Regions from separate parts of the Mus musculus genome. Here all the other regions are linked to region 1. The links are chromatin contacts, called in public Hi-C maps. All regions are on one chromosome and are shown on one strand. The core of a region is the stretch at or near the end of the contact, and the rest is flanking DNA. Distances in the headings are between cores, read along the strand shown. Region 1 has its middle 7.8 kb from the start of Gm41484. Region 2 has its middle 29 kb from the start of Gm38477. Region 3 overlaps Gm38477 (a long non-coding RNA gene).

Evidence for each region. A called contact is a pair of places that touch in the nucleus more often than the background predicts.
Region 2: a Hi-C map of uterus shows a contact between it and region 1, with 4 times the contacts expected there. The contact joins two enhancer-like sites. A contact is called at or near these places in 11 of 484 Hi-C or Micro-C datasets (cortical neurons, embryonic stem cells, epidermal suprabasal cells and 3 more).
Region 3: a Hi-C map of uterus shows a contact between it and region 1. The contact joins two enhancer-like sites. A contact is called at or near these places in 17 of 484 Hi-C or Micro-C datasets (the C2C12 cell line, Sertoli cells, cerebral cortex and 5 more) and 2 of 115 datasets of contacts at active chromatin or transcription factors (embryonic fibroblasts and fibro-adipogenic progenitors).

What each region holds. Positions count from the first base shown.
Region 1 is chr16:87,236,906-87,240,812 of GRCm38.p6, reverse strand. No RefSeq gene overlaps it. Among named protein-coding and RNA genes, the nearest start is that of Gm41484, 7.8 kb to the left of the region's middle. Within about 2 kb of position 1,487, at least 7 of the 459 cell types and tissues checked have an H3K27ac peak or open chromatin away from gene starts, as enhancers often do. A contact at or near this core is called in uterus, where this site is marked.
Region 2 is chr16:87,076,587-87,080,449 of GRCm38.p6, reverse strand. No RefSeq gene overlaps it. Among named protein-coding and RNA genes, the nearest start is that of Gm38477, 29 kb to the right of the region's middle. Within about 2 kb of position 2,154, at least 5 of the 459 cell types and tissues checked have an H3K27ac peak or open chromatin away from gene starts, as enhancers often do. A contact at or near this core is called in uterus, where this site is marked.
Region 3 is chr16:87,008,416-87,012,178 of GRCm38.p6, reverse strand. All of the region lies in intron 2 of Gm38477 (a long non-coding RNA gene), which reads left to right. Among named protein-coding and RNA genes, the nearest start is that of Gm38477, 39 kb to the left of the region's middle. Within about 2 kb of position 1,733, at least 6 of the 459 cell types and tissues checked have an H3K27ac peak or open chromatin away from gene starts, as enhancers often do. A contact at or near this core is called in uterus, where this site is marked.

The sequences.
Region 1 (3,907 bases), core at 238-2,737:
AAAAATGCGCTTGTGTGTTCTTGTCTGTACATGTGTGTTGGAGGCCAAAGATCAATGCTAATGCCTTTCTCAGTTGTTCTTCATTTATTTATGAAATTTTAAAAATAAATTTTAAAAATTATTTTTAAGCCTGGGTTGCTTAGTCAGTGTTCTCTTGCTAGGAAGAGACACCATGAGCAAGATGGCGTTTATAAAGGAAGGTATTTAATGGGAGGCTTGTTTACAGGGTTAGTAGCTTAGTCTATTATCACCATGCCAAGGATCGGTAGACATGCAGACAGACACGGCATTGGAGAAGTAGCCGAGTGTTCTATATCCTGATCCACAGGTAGCAAGGAGAGAGACACTGGTTCCGGTTGAACCTTTGAAACCACCCCTGGCCATATAGTTCCTCCAACGAGGCAGCCCTTGTTCCAACAAGGCCACCCCTTCTAGCTCTCCTTAGTTCACCAGGTGGGGACCAAGCATGGAAGTATAAGAGTCTATGGGAGCCCCTCTCACTGAAGCCACCACACTCTTGCTCATAACCCAGAGCTCACCCACTGGCTAGACTGGCTGACTGACCTGACACAGGAATTCCCTTGCTTTGCCTCCCCAGTGCTGGTACAGCAAGATTTTTTTATAGGTATGCAGGGGATTTGAACTCAGATCCTCATACTTGCACTACAAGTGTTTTATCAGCCGAGCCTTCTCCTCAGTCCCGGAAACCTGACAATGTTGAGACTCCCCCTGGGAGTGGTAAAAGCTTTTATTCTCCCTTCATTTTAATCTGGGATTATCTGCTTTCGTCTTTAAAATGAGGAGATGTACTGTGAAGGTGAACAGGTCAAGTCAGGTTGTCTGCTGAAGGAACATTCCATAATATCCCAGAATAAGTTTTGCCCTGCATTCACTGGCCTTGACTATGGGAACTTCCCGTGACACTGCTTTGTGCTTGTGCTATTATGTGTTGTTCGAGGGATCTAGCTGCAGATCTAGTTAACTTTCTAAATCAGTTCAGAAATGACTGAACTAAGATAGGAACATGTTCCAGCTGGGCTTTACTTGCGCACACAATCTATTTTAATGTAGAAGGTCAAGAGGTTCGAAGTAGAGGCAGTTGGAGATCTGCAGGCATTGGCTATTCTTCCTGGCTTGGAGCGAGATGGGGCTTTGTGGTAAGAAATTTGAGTGACCTCTGTTGGCTGAGAATAGCCTCTGGATCCTAATTCCGAAGGAAATGGATGCTTTGGCCTTGCATCCTTGCAAAGAAAACCAATGGACGCAGTTTTTTACTCCTTCACAGGCTTCAGACCCAAACTGACACCTGATTTCGCTGTAGCTGCTATCACTTGGCCCTAGTGATAACAGCAGAGATGCCAGTCACACAGGGATAGACTTGTGACTTAGGGAGCTGTGCGGGAGAAATGAGTCTGTCCTACGTTGAGGTGCCGAGTTGTCAGTGGTCCATCCACAGCTCTAGATAACCAGCAGCTTCTGAAGAGCTTGCTCTCTTCCCTGGTGTGGCATCTGGACACTGTCATGAGCTCACGCCCACATCAGCCTGCACTGAGCAGAGTGGAGGTACTCTGGTCACAATGGGTCAGTCTCCAGAAGCCAGGCCTCCTAAGCAAACCACGTTGGATTTGCAGCAGTATCTCATGGACACAGAGTTTCTCTTTCTCATCACCCACCTCACTTCTGGAGTCTTTATGTCACGCTGAGCACATGCACTGTTTGTTCCTTTTAGAAGGCTGAATGTGACCATTTTTAGTACACGGAGCTGTTCTCTGCCTCCTGATAAAAGACTGTTTCTACGAGACACTCACATTCTACAGTGCTTCTGCTTCTATACAGCTTTTCTATCTGCTGTTGCCATTACCCACAGTCAACTGTTTCAAAAAATAATACTCTAAAATTCCACAAACAATCCATCACTTTTAAACTGTGTGCTGTCTGTGTAGCACTTTGAAGTCACACGCTGTTCTTCTTTGTCCCATCAGGATTGTGAATCATATTTCTGTCCAGTGACTCCAACATTAACTCTGCTACCTTCCCACTAGCCACTTAGTATGTGTCTGTGTTATCAGATTGTTGGTTTGTGATACCATAGTAATTGCACTCTGGTAATACTGATTTCACTTAATAGTGGGTCCAAGGCATAAGATAATGCTGTGGAAAACTTGTATATGCCAATGAGAAGTCAGAGATCCATATCATTAAGTCAAAAGATGTACGGTTTTTTTGACTTAATAAGGAAAGAGGAAGACTTATGTTCGAATGTAGTTAAAATTTATGATACTATTGGTAATCTCATATGATACCTAATTTACAAATTAATCTTTATAATGGGTGTATGTATAGAAGAAAAAAACCCACTTCCATAGTATTTATAGAGTTCAGTAATATCTGTGTTCTCAGATGTCCACCAGAAATCTTGGAGGCTATTCCCCAAGAGTAAAGAGATGTGTCACAGAGCTTCGTGGCGCTGTGGCACGGCTGTGGTCAGGAATACTATACAGGAATTCCACATGGAATTCCTCATTGCTTCTCCAGTTGAAGTGGCAACCCAATCACAGCACTTTATGATGAGAATCTTGGGGTGAATTGTAATCTAACTTTTTTTTTTTTTGCCGTTGTAAATACAGCTGCAAATTTTAAATATGTGAAAAGTAAATAAGTGGTCTTGTCAAGCTTCTGATTATGGTCAACAGCAGACGTGCTGTGGTGGATGACAGAAGTAAAAACTGCAGATGAAAACATCCCCGTGGCGATCTTATGCTGTCATCGTTTGAGCACACGTTTCTAAATATAAGCAATGTATCCGCACACGTGAGTCTGAATGATCTTCAATGAACTTGGGAGGCTCTTTCGCAATCTTGGGTCTTTTATTCAGGCTATTTTGTGCTCTGAAACGAAAGGCAGTCTGTGAAGCAGAGTCAAGTGTGAATGCACCTTAAATGATGCCACAAGCAAATGTGAGGGACCTTGGCTTTGCAAATCCAAGGTTCCATATATTTAGGATATTAAATGTTCATATCTTTGTCCTCATACATGTAACCATATACTCTCAGCATGTAAGTCTCCAATTTTATATCCTAGACCCTCAGTATACATCGCAGAGCCAGACAGAAAACAAACACTCAAATTTAGAATAAACTAGATATGACAGTGCCCCTATGCCCATACAAAAGAATTAGTTTTCCTATTTCTTAATGATGAGGGTGAACACAAAGAGACAAAGGTTCCATGGGCCATGGTTATGTACAGTAGATAGGGTTAGAAGTATCCTGGACCCCACAGGCAGTAGGAAGGGAGGTCTCACCATCCTCAAGTTAGCCTTTGTCAAAGGACAGAGGGCAGAAATCCTGCGCACTTGGGAAAAGCCGTGATGTGCTTCCAAGTGCAAAGCAATGCTGGTCCTCCAGTTAAGATTTCAGGAAGGACACACCCACCCAGTCACCTGGATAAACCTCAGCTGGACGTCACCACCTCTCCACGGGCCACCAGCTCTTGACAATTCTTGGGCGAGCTCGGGTGGCACTGTGATGACAGTCTGTAGCTTCCCTGAGCAGCTGCAGGTTGGCTACGCTGACGATGGGATTTTCTAAGCCAGGTGTGGATTTTATTTTGATTTTCATCAGTCTCATAAAACCTCGGATTTAAGGGACATTTAAGGACATGGAAGGCACAATGGAGCATCATTCCTGAAATGGGATATCTGTGCTGGCAATGGGAGTCTTCGTCACATGCTTGGGACGGCATAATTATAATAATACAGACTATGTCGCCTTTTCAGGAGTTGAGAATTCATTTACAGATCTGGTACCATCGCATAGTTTCTGAATGACCTCGGGTTGCTTAATTTTTCTAACCTTAAATTTTCACAGAAATGAGACATTATGCTCTAAATAGGGATTTCTGCAAG
Region 2 (3,863 bases), core at 905-3,404, 160 kb after region 1:
TTTAGATAAGGGAATGGGATCCAAAGGCAGACAATGTAGTCAAAGTCAACACCCTTGCTCCTGCTATTAGGAATCCCACATGAAGAAGGTGCACAACTGTTCCATCTGTGCAGAGGACCTAGGTCTGTGCCATGCATGATCGCTGGTTGGCAGATCAATCTCTAGGAACTCCCCCATAGGCTCAGTTTAGTTGATTTTGTAGGTTTGTGTGTGTGTGTGTGTGTGTGTGTGTGTGTGTGTGTGTGTGTGTGTGTGTTGTCCTCAATCCTTCTGGCTCTTTCAATTCTTCCTCCCCTTCTTCCATAGGATTCCCCAAGCTCTGCTTAACGTTTGGCTTTAGGCCTCTGCATTTGTTTTCATCAGGTGCTGGGTGAAGCCTCTTGGATGACAGTTATTCTAGGCCCTATCTGTAAGTATAGCAGAATATCATTAATAGTCTTGGGGTGGGCTCATTCTCATAGCATGGGTCTCAAGCTATGCCTGTCATTAGTTGGTCCTTCCCTCAACTTCTGCTTCAACTTTTACCCCTGCATATCTTGTAGGCCCCGCAAATTGTGGGTCACAGGTTTTGTGGCTGGCTTGGTATTGCAATCCCTTCATTGGAAGTCTCTCACCTGGTTATAGGAGATGGCTGCTGGTTCAGGCTTCTTATCTCCCAGTGCTAGGAGTCTTAACTTTGGTCACTCTCATAGATTCCTGAGAGTTTCCTATTGTTGTAGGAATGACATGGAGGTAATTCAGAAGCTATTCAGAGTGAAGAGTATCTCACACTAATATGAATATGGATCTCTTTGTATAGCATGAGAAAAATCAAAGTAGTAGTTGTTTCTGAGGTGAGGTGGAGGGAGAAAAGCTAGAAGTGGCAACATATTGCCTCTGGGATGACAACATATTGCCTCTGGGATGACAAACGTATTATGTGTGCTTACTGGATGGTAGTTATGTGGGTGAATACATTTGCCAAAAATATTTGAACCATATACTTAAAAACTACTTATTTCTTTGGTATAAACTATATTTCAGTTAAATCAACAACAAAAATTCCTGATGTTTAATTTTATAGTTCATCTTTACTGGCCATTAGGTGCCAAGTAATTGAGTTAAACATTATTTTTGGTTATATTTCTGAGCGGCTATTGACAGATAATGGTACTTGGATGAACAGGTGTCACCTCAGTGTTCTAGCCACTGGTAAGTGGCCCATCTTCCAGTAAATAACGTGCCGTGCTCATAGAGACAACTTTTTAGCTTCAAGGGAGTCACACACTCACAAGACAAGCAAGTAGGGAAGAAGGATCTTGTTGGAAAGAAGGTTTCAGAGGGGGAGGAGTGTAGATGTGACTGTGTAACAGGGGCTGAGGAGGATTAAAATTCATTGTATTTATGAAACTGCTGAAGAGCAAAGGATGAACGAATTAAAATATCTGGGGTCTATCGCACACTCCTGTGCAAACAGAAAGCTGCAGGCCCATTTGTAGATGGGATCTGCATTTTGTTCATGTATTAAATGTGCTTCATCATTTGTATCTTAAGGTACCTTGACATAGTGTAGATTTTCAGTGAATGTTTATTATACACTGGCCCCATTTCGATCCTCTGATCCAAAACAGTGCCAGAACACATTCTTGAACATTTCTTTTTCTCTTAGAGGTTGAAAAAGTACATGCCCATGGGATTTGGTGTTGGATTCTCCTTGCTTTATCCTGTCAGAATTTAATCATCTTTATGGAGAAGAAAGGGGATCTCTTCTTTAGGACAGATGAAGCAAAAGGAAGTTTGCAATAGGCAACAACATTGTAAGTTTCTGCCCCGGGAGATGTGTTATTAAATATAAACTTAGTGGGCAGTATCATCCGAGAAACGAAAAGCAACATCCTGATTACCTTCTCTGCTTTCAGCCACCACATTCAAATGTACCATTTTTTGTGTGTGTTTATATAGCACAATGAAAGTTTGTTTATTTCACATTTATATAATGCTATTTTCAGTAATAGCTCACTGATTTTAATTTTTGTCATGCTTATTACAAATCTGGCACCAGTTACCACATTCATACATGCAATAGAGCAAAAAAAGATTCCCTTTTTAGTAATGTACTAGTTCTGTATACATCACTGTGACCAAAATACCCGACAGACTTAAAGGAGGAAAGGGGAATTTTGCCGTATGACTTCAGAAAGCTGCAATCCATCATAGATGGGAAGGTGAAGCAGAGGAGGAACCAGTACATGGCCTGGAAGATTACATAGACTCCGGAAAGAGTGCCAACAACTGGAGACCAAATGTTCCAAACATGAGATCCAGGAGGACGCTTACTTAGATCCAAATTGAAACAAGCTATTGAAGGTCTGAAACCTTTATGCTCTCCTCTTGTTTACCGTGTGCCTTCCCCATAGCCAACCTGATTCAAGATGAGCCAAACACGGTGTCCAGGGAAGGATTCTGTCTGTTTTCATTACCCCTGGCTTTTTCCTACTCAATATTCTTCATTTTCCCCTATTTTCACAGTGATGCAGAAGTAAGTTTTGTTCCCATGACAAAGTGCCCTAGGTTTCTTGAGTAATCAATCACCAATGGTATTTTGGATGCTTTTGACCTACTTTTCACTTCAGGGAAAAGTAAAAAAAAAATAATAATGGGTGATATGGAAGAATTACGTTGGAAATGTCATTGTCAAGCATCTCTTGTAAGTCATTTTAATTACTTAATGAAACCACCATAAACTAAGCTGACAAGGTCTCCTTTTACATGTTTTCTAAGCCACATGTGATCATCTTCTGCAGTCTAATTGGTCTAATTTCAGTTTTGAAATAATCCACTTCTCTTTTGGTTTATAGTCCCTTGCCTGGCTTTCTCAAAACCTTCCTAGCCCCTTTCCATGGAACCGAGGACTTAAGGGGTCACACTGACCCTGATTTAGTTAAATGTTCCAAGTACTCTGGCCCATGCAGCAGTGTCCTGTATAATTTGGTGGCTACGCATCATTAAAACATCACTGCCAAAGATTTATCTTGAAACCTTTTAAGGGGGAAACTGGATTTATTTTATGTAGTGAGTTTTTGTTCATATTAGAGAAAGCAAAATTTCACTTCATCCAGCCTAAAATTTTATTTTCCAATAGAAACAAACTCATTCATCTAAGTCATTATATATATATATATGTAACCAATTTGAGATATTGAGACCTGTAAGGAATGTCATTGATGTAAGCAGAGTGACTGAGTAAAATTAAATAATAATATAGAATTACAAATAATTTCTAATAAACATAACAGCATGAAATTTGCTTGGTGATAAGGAATATACTATATAAACTATAAAATTATAAAATATGGACTATATGAAGATGTTATCACTTTACCACTTATTTTGCCAGAATTCCAAAGGACACTTGAAACATAAACTATGTCTTTATCTTCAAGGTTATACCTATGAGAAAGTTTCGTTTATAAATTGACATGCATAAAATTAATGTTACTAACTAACAATAAAACAAAATGATTGATATATAATTGCTGGTGTCACTGCCCAACTTTCTGAGATATTACTAAATAACATAAAAGCATCTTGGCTGGAGAACTGGAGTATTGTGACGGGCATCTGATAGGTAGCATATGAAGCATGTATACCTTCACCAGTAGAGTATTCATGGCCAAGACATGTATGCATGGAACAGCACAGGATGCTGTCACACTTCTCCGAAAGCATAAAACCCAATGTCATGAATTAGTTATTGGTGAAAATTTCCACTTAGCGTTTTCAGCGGGTGGTTTATTTGTGATTGACTTAAGCTGCTAAAGGTAAAGTCGGATAAAGGAGAGCTGCTGTATGTAATTAATATGTATTTCATATGCTATACATGA
Region 3 (3,763 bases), core at 484-2,983, 230 kb after region 1:
GCATCAATGTCCTATCGATTCCAATGGGATCTGTTTAAAATGCTGCATCTTCCCATCCATTGTATTAACTGCATTAATTTGATGACTCATACTTACTATGAAGATTATCTCTCATCACTCATTTAAAAAACCGTATGGTTTGCCTTTTCTTTCAATTATTTGATAAATTTTCTTTGTATGGCTGATAACTTCGGATAGAATGTCATATACTTGGTATATTTTCAAGATCATTTGAGGGTATGGTTATTGTTCCCATCCTCCAGGAGAATTTGTTTTTCTTTTGACGGAGTTAGAATAGGTACTGCATCCACTCCAGTAGTGACTCGCATTATAGGTTTAGAAACCTGGAAGCCGTCCTGAGACAGAGTTTCAAGGAAACTTAGCCTCCTGGAACCATGGCATTCCCATAGCTAGGATGCCCCAGATTTGTCCTTGTAATATTGTGGAGGGTCTTGCATGCTTTCTTACAGTATTCTACTGGATAAGAGTTAGAAGTCTCAGGGCAAGCTTAGCAAAGTATACTTAGAATCTTCATTACAGCCAGGTATAGCAGTCCACATTGCATATTAGAAGAAAGTTGGTGAATTCTCCTGACAAATGGATATTCCCTACAGATACTTAAGAGAACAGTCAAGTTACTCTCATATGCAATAATTTACCAAGGCCAAGGAAATAGGGGGACTGCGGTATTGCATTATTCATGATAAGGGCTGCTAGAGCAGAACCCCCCTGATACTAGCTTTCACAAGGCTCAAAGGAGTAGCATAAATTGTGACTAGGATGTGAAATCTTTACCTATCATTAGGCAGGGCTGTTTTATCTTTACTGTAAACATTACCTGGTTTCTGTCAGTCCTTTGAAGTCATTCCTTCCTTTTGTGTCAGATAACTTCTATGTCCCTTGCCTGCTGTGACACCCTACTCCTTTGTTTCCTGTATTCTATATAACTGATGCTAACTTTGACAAAAATTACATTCAGATTCAGCTCTCCCTCATGTCTGCCTCTGTTTGTCAGTTCTCACTGACCCTTGCTCACCTGCAACCAGAAACCCGTTCCCTAAAGATCGGACACCCAATCTGTGTTAGTCTGTGGCAAGTAGGTGAATATTACCTCAATACACTGAGAGAATGAACTTATTTGAAGCTAAGTTTTAGTTTTAGAAATGCAGGCCCAGTTTTGAGAATGGGTTTTAGTCTTCGATTAAAGACTTCCTAAGGCATTCCAAGTAGTTAACCTATTTTTGTTAGTTTTCCAAGTGCATGAGAAAGTTAAAGTTTCTGTTTGACTCCTATCTTTAGTTGGCTTTCCCCCTTTCCTCCATTCTTAAGATCTGGCAAAAGACTGAGTTAGGAAGATGAAACAATTTCTTGCTCAGTTTCTTGCCTTCCCTTCTCTAAGAGCCTGACACTTTAAGGTTTACATATCTTAGTAGACCTTTAGTACCTTTGAAGATATGTAAATATATACCTAATATTTAATTCACTATTTCTAGTTAGAGAGGCTTGGCTAGTAATATGTGCCCTTGTTGTATGAGTAAGTAAAGAATTAAGCCAGGTAATTTCTTTGTTAAATTCCTGGCCTTGAAGAATATTAAATCATGAACCAAATCTTGACCATAATGATTCTACTGGAAGAATCATGAAACTTGTAGGGATAGCTAACCTCTTCACAGTGAGGATCTTTAAACACTGGGGCCCGTGGTGAGTCAGTGCACAGATGGGTGCTGACGCAGATTTCTTACAAACTTCCAAGGCTCTACAACAGCAGAGCCAAGCCAAAGGTTATTCTGGAACTTCAGAGCAACAGATTTAAAAGGTTTCTGAAACTTATTTCCTAACCATGGTAATGTCTTTTTTATTGCTTAAATTTAACACTCAACACCATCTGTGTAGAGTAGTAAACAACACTCAAAGATGAGCAAAACCTCCAGAAATTATCTACGGGTATATGGTTATATTTTATTTTCCATGAAATATTATAGTTAATTGTTATATACTAGCGTACAATGTCCTAAAAGTGAAGGCAATGTATTTTATAAGAGTAGCACAACATATAGTTGTGGCAATTAAGGTCATTATGAATGGGAAGCCTTCTAGAACACATAGTACAGAATTCTAAAAAGTCAAAATGACAGCATATTCTGGTACATGAAGATTAAAAAAAAAGCTTGTATTGAGTTCCAAATGCTCTTTCCTGAAAACATACATACAATAACATTATGTAGATTAAGCAGGTTATTTTTAGGAAATAGACATCTATGCATACAATAACAATTAATGAAATGAGAGCCCATAAATTTGAAAGAGCAAAGCCGGGCATTTGAAAGAGACCTTGGAAGGAGAAAAGGGAAGGGAGAAATGTAACTATATTATAATTTCAAAGCTTAAGTATAAAAAATATTCTTTCTGGATTATCAATCTTCTTTAAAATATTCTTTCTGGATTATCAATCTTCTTTAAAATATTCTTTCTGGATTATCAATCTTCTTTAGCAACATTTCCCTTTGTAAGATGAAAGATATTGTTCTTTAGTTAACTGGCAAGGTGCTTCTCTAGAATCTATTTGCCTCAGTTGAGTACCATAGAGTGGGAAGGGCGAAGGACAGTCGTCAAAGGAGTTGCTCAAACATTTATTGCATGTGTGGTTTACTATAAGAGTATTGTCAGTATTTGTAAAACCTTAGTGAATATGGACGGCCTATGACATCAGTAACTGTTCAGATGAGTAACCACACCTGCTGAGCTGCCACATATCTTTGCAGCCTTTGAGTTTCAAGGGCATGCCATGATTTTTATTTTTCTGTTATGCTAAGGTTGGCAGAAAAGGCAAGCCTCAAATTCCACACACTGGAAGGGTTAGCGCTAAGAAATTTTAAAGTAGGACGGATAGCATCAGATGATTAGTGACCTACATCTCTGACCTACTTAGACATCCTTCTGTTTAATATCCTTGTGATTATGAACAATCACAGCCGCCTGTGACCTAAGCAAGTGAAGCTTGGGATTTAAAATGGAGTTTCAAGCTCTGTGGGACTATGGTCATATGATTGCATTCCTTTTCAACAAATATTTCTTCTTCTCGTGGAGAGTTTTATATTTCCCACTTTTATTGAGAAATTTCTGTTATTCATTTAGAAGGCAGTTCATGTGATTCGTTTTTGTTTTGTGGAGGGCCACGGTGACCCCTGCATTGCTGCTTGACCCTGTTTTGTAACGCTTTTCTTTATTTGTCCTGGATTTTCTCATACCTGGAGCTTGACTCCATCATTTAGATTAGTTGGTGTGAACCATCACGTCCAGTTTCCCTACTGTGAATACTTTTATGCCGCTATTCCTTATTCTGGTAAGATTAAATTGAGTCAGTATATTTGAGAACCACATGCACGTATTTATACATATAAAAGCCATTCTGGTGCTATAACAATTATGGTACACTGTCTTAAACTTATTAGCTCATGTTCATGTCTCCCTACTAAGTCTGAATTTATGTGAAGCAGAGACATGGCTGTACTATGACTCTTTGAGTTACTGATATTATATTTGGCATTAGGCCCATATAAATAGTTAATAACATTCACTCGAGAAAGGAGAAAGAATAAAAATTAAAAGCTCGAAGGCCAGGATTTCTTTCAGTGTACTATTCCTTATATTTAGTTTTCACATCTCTTTTTTTCATTTAATTAAACATATTAAGTGAAGTACAAAGTGTATTATATCAATATGAAGTTCTGTGAGGATATACAAATTTAATTTTTATTTATTA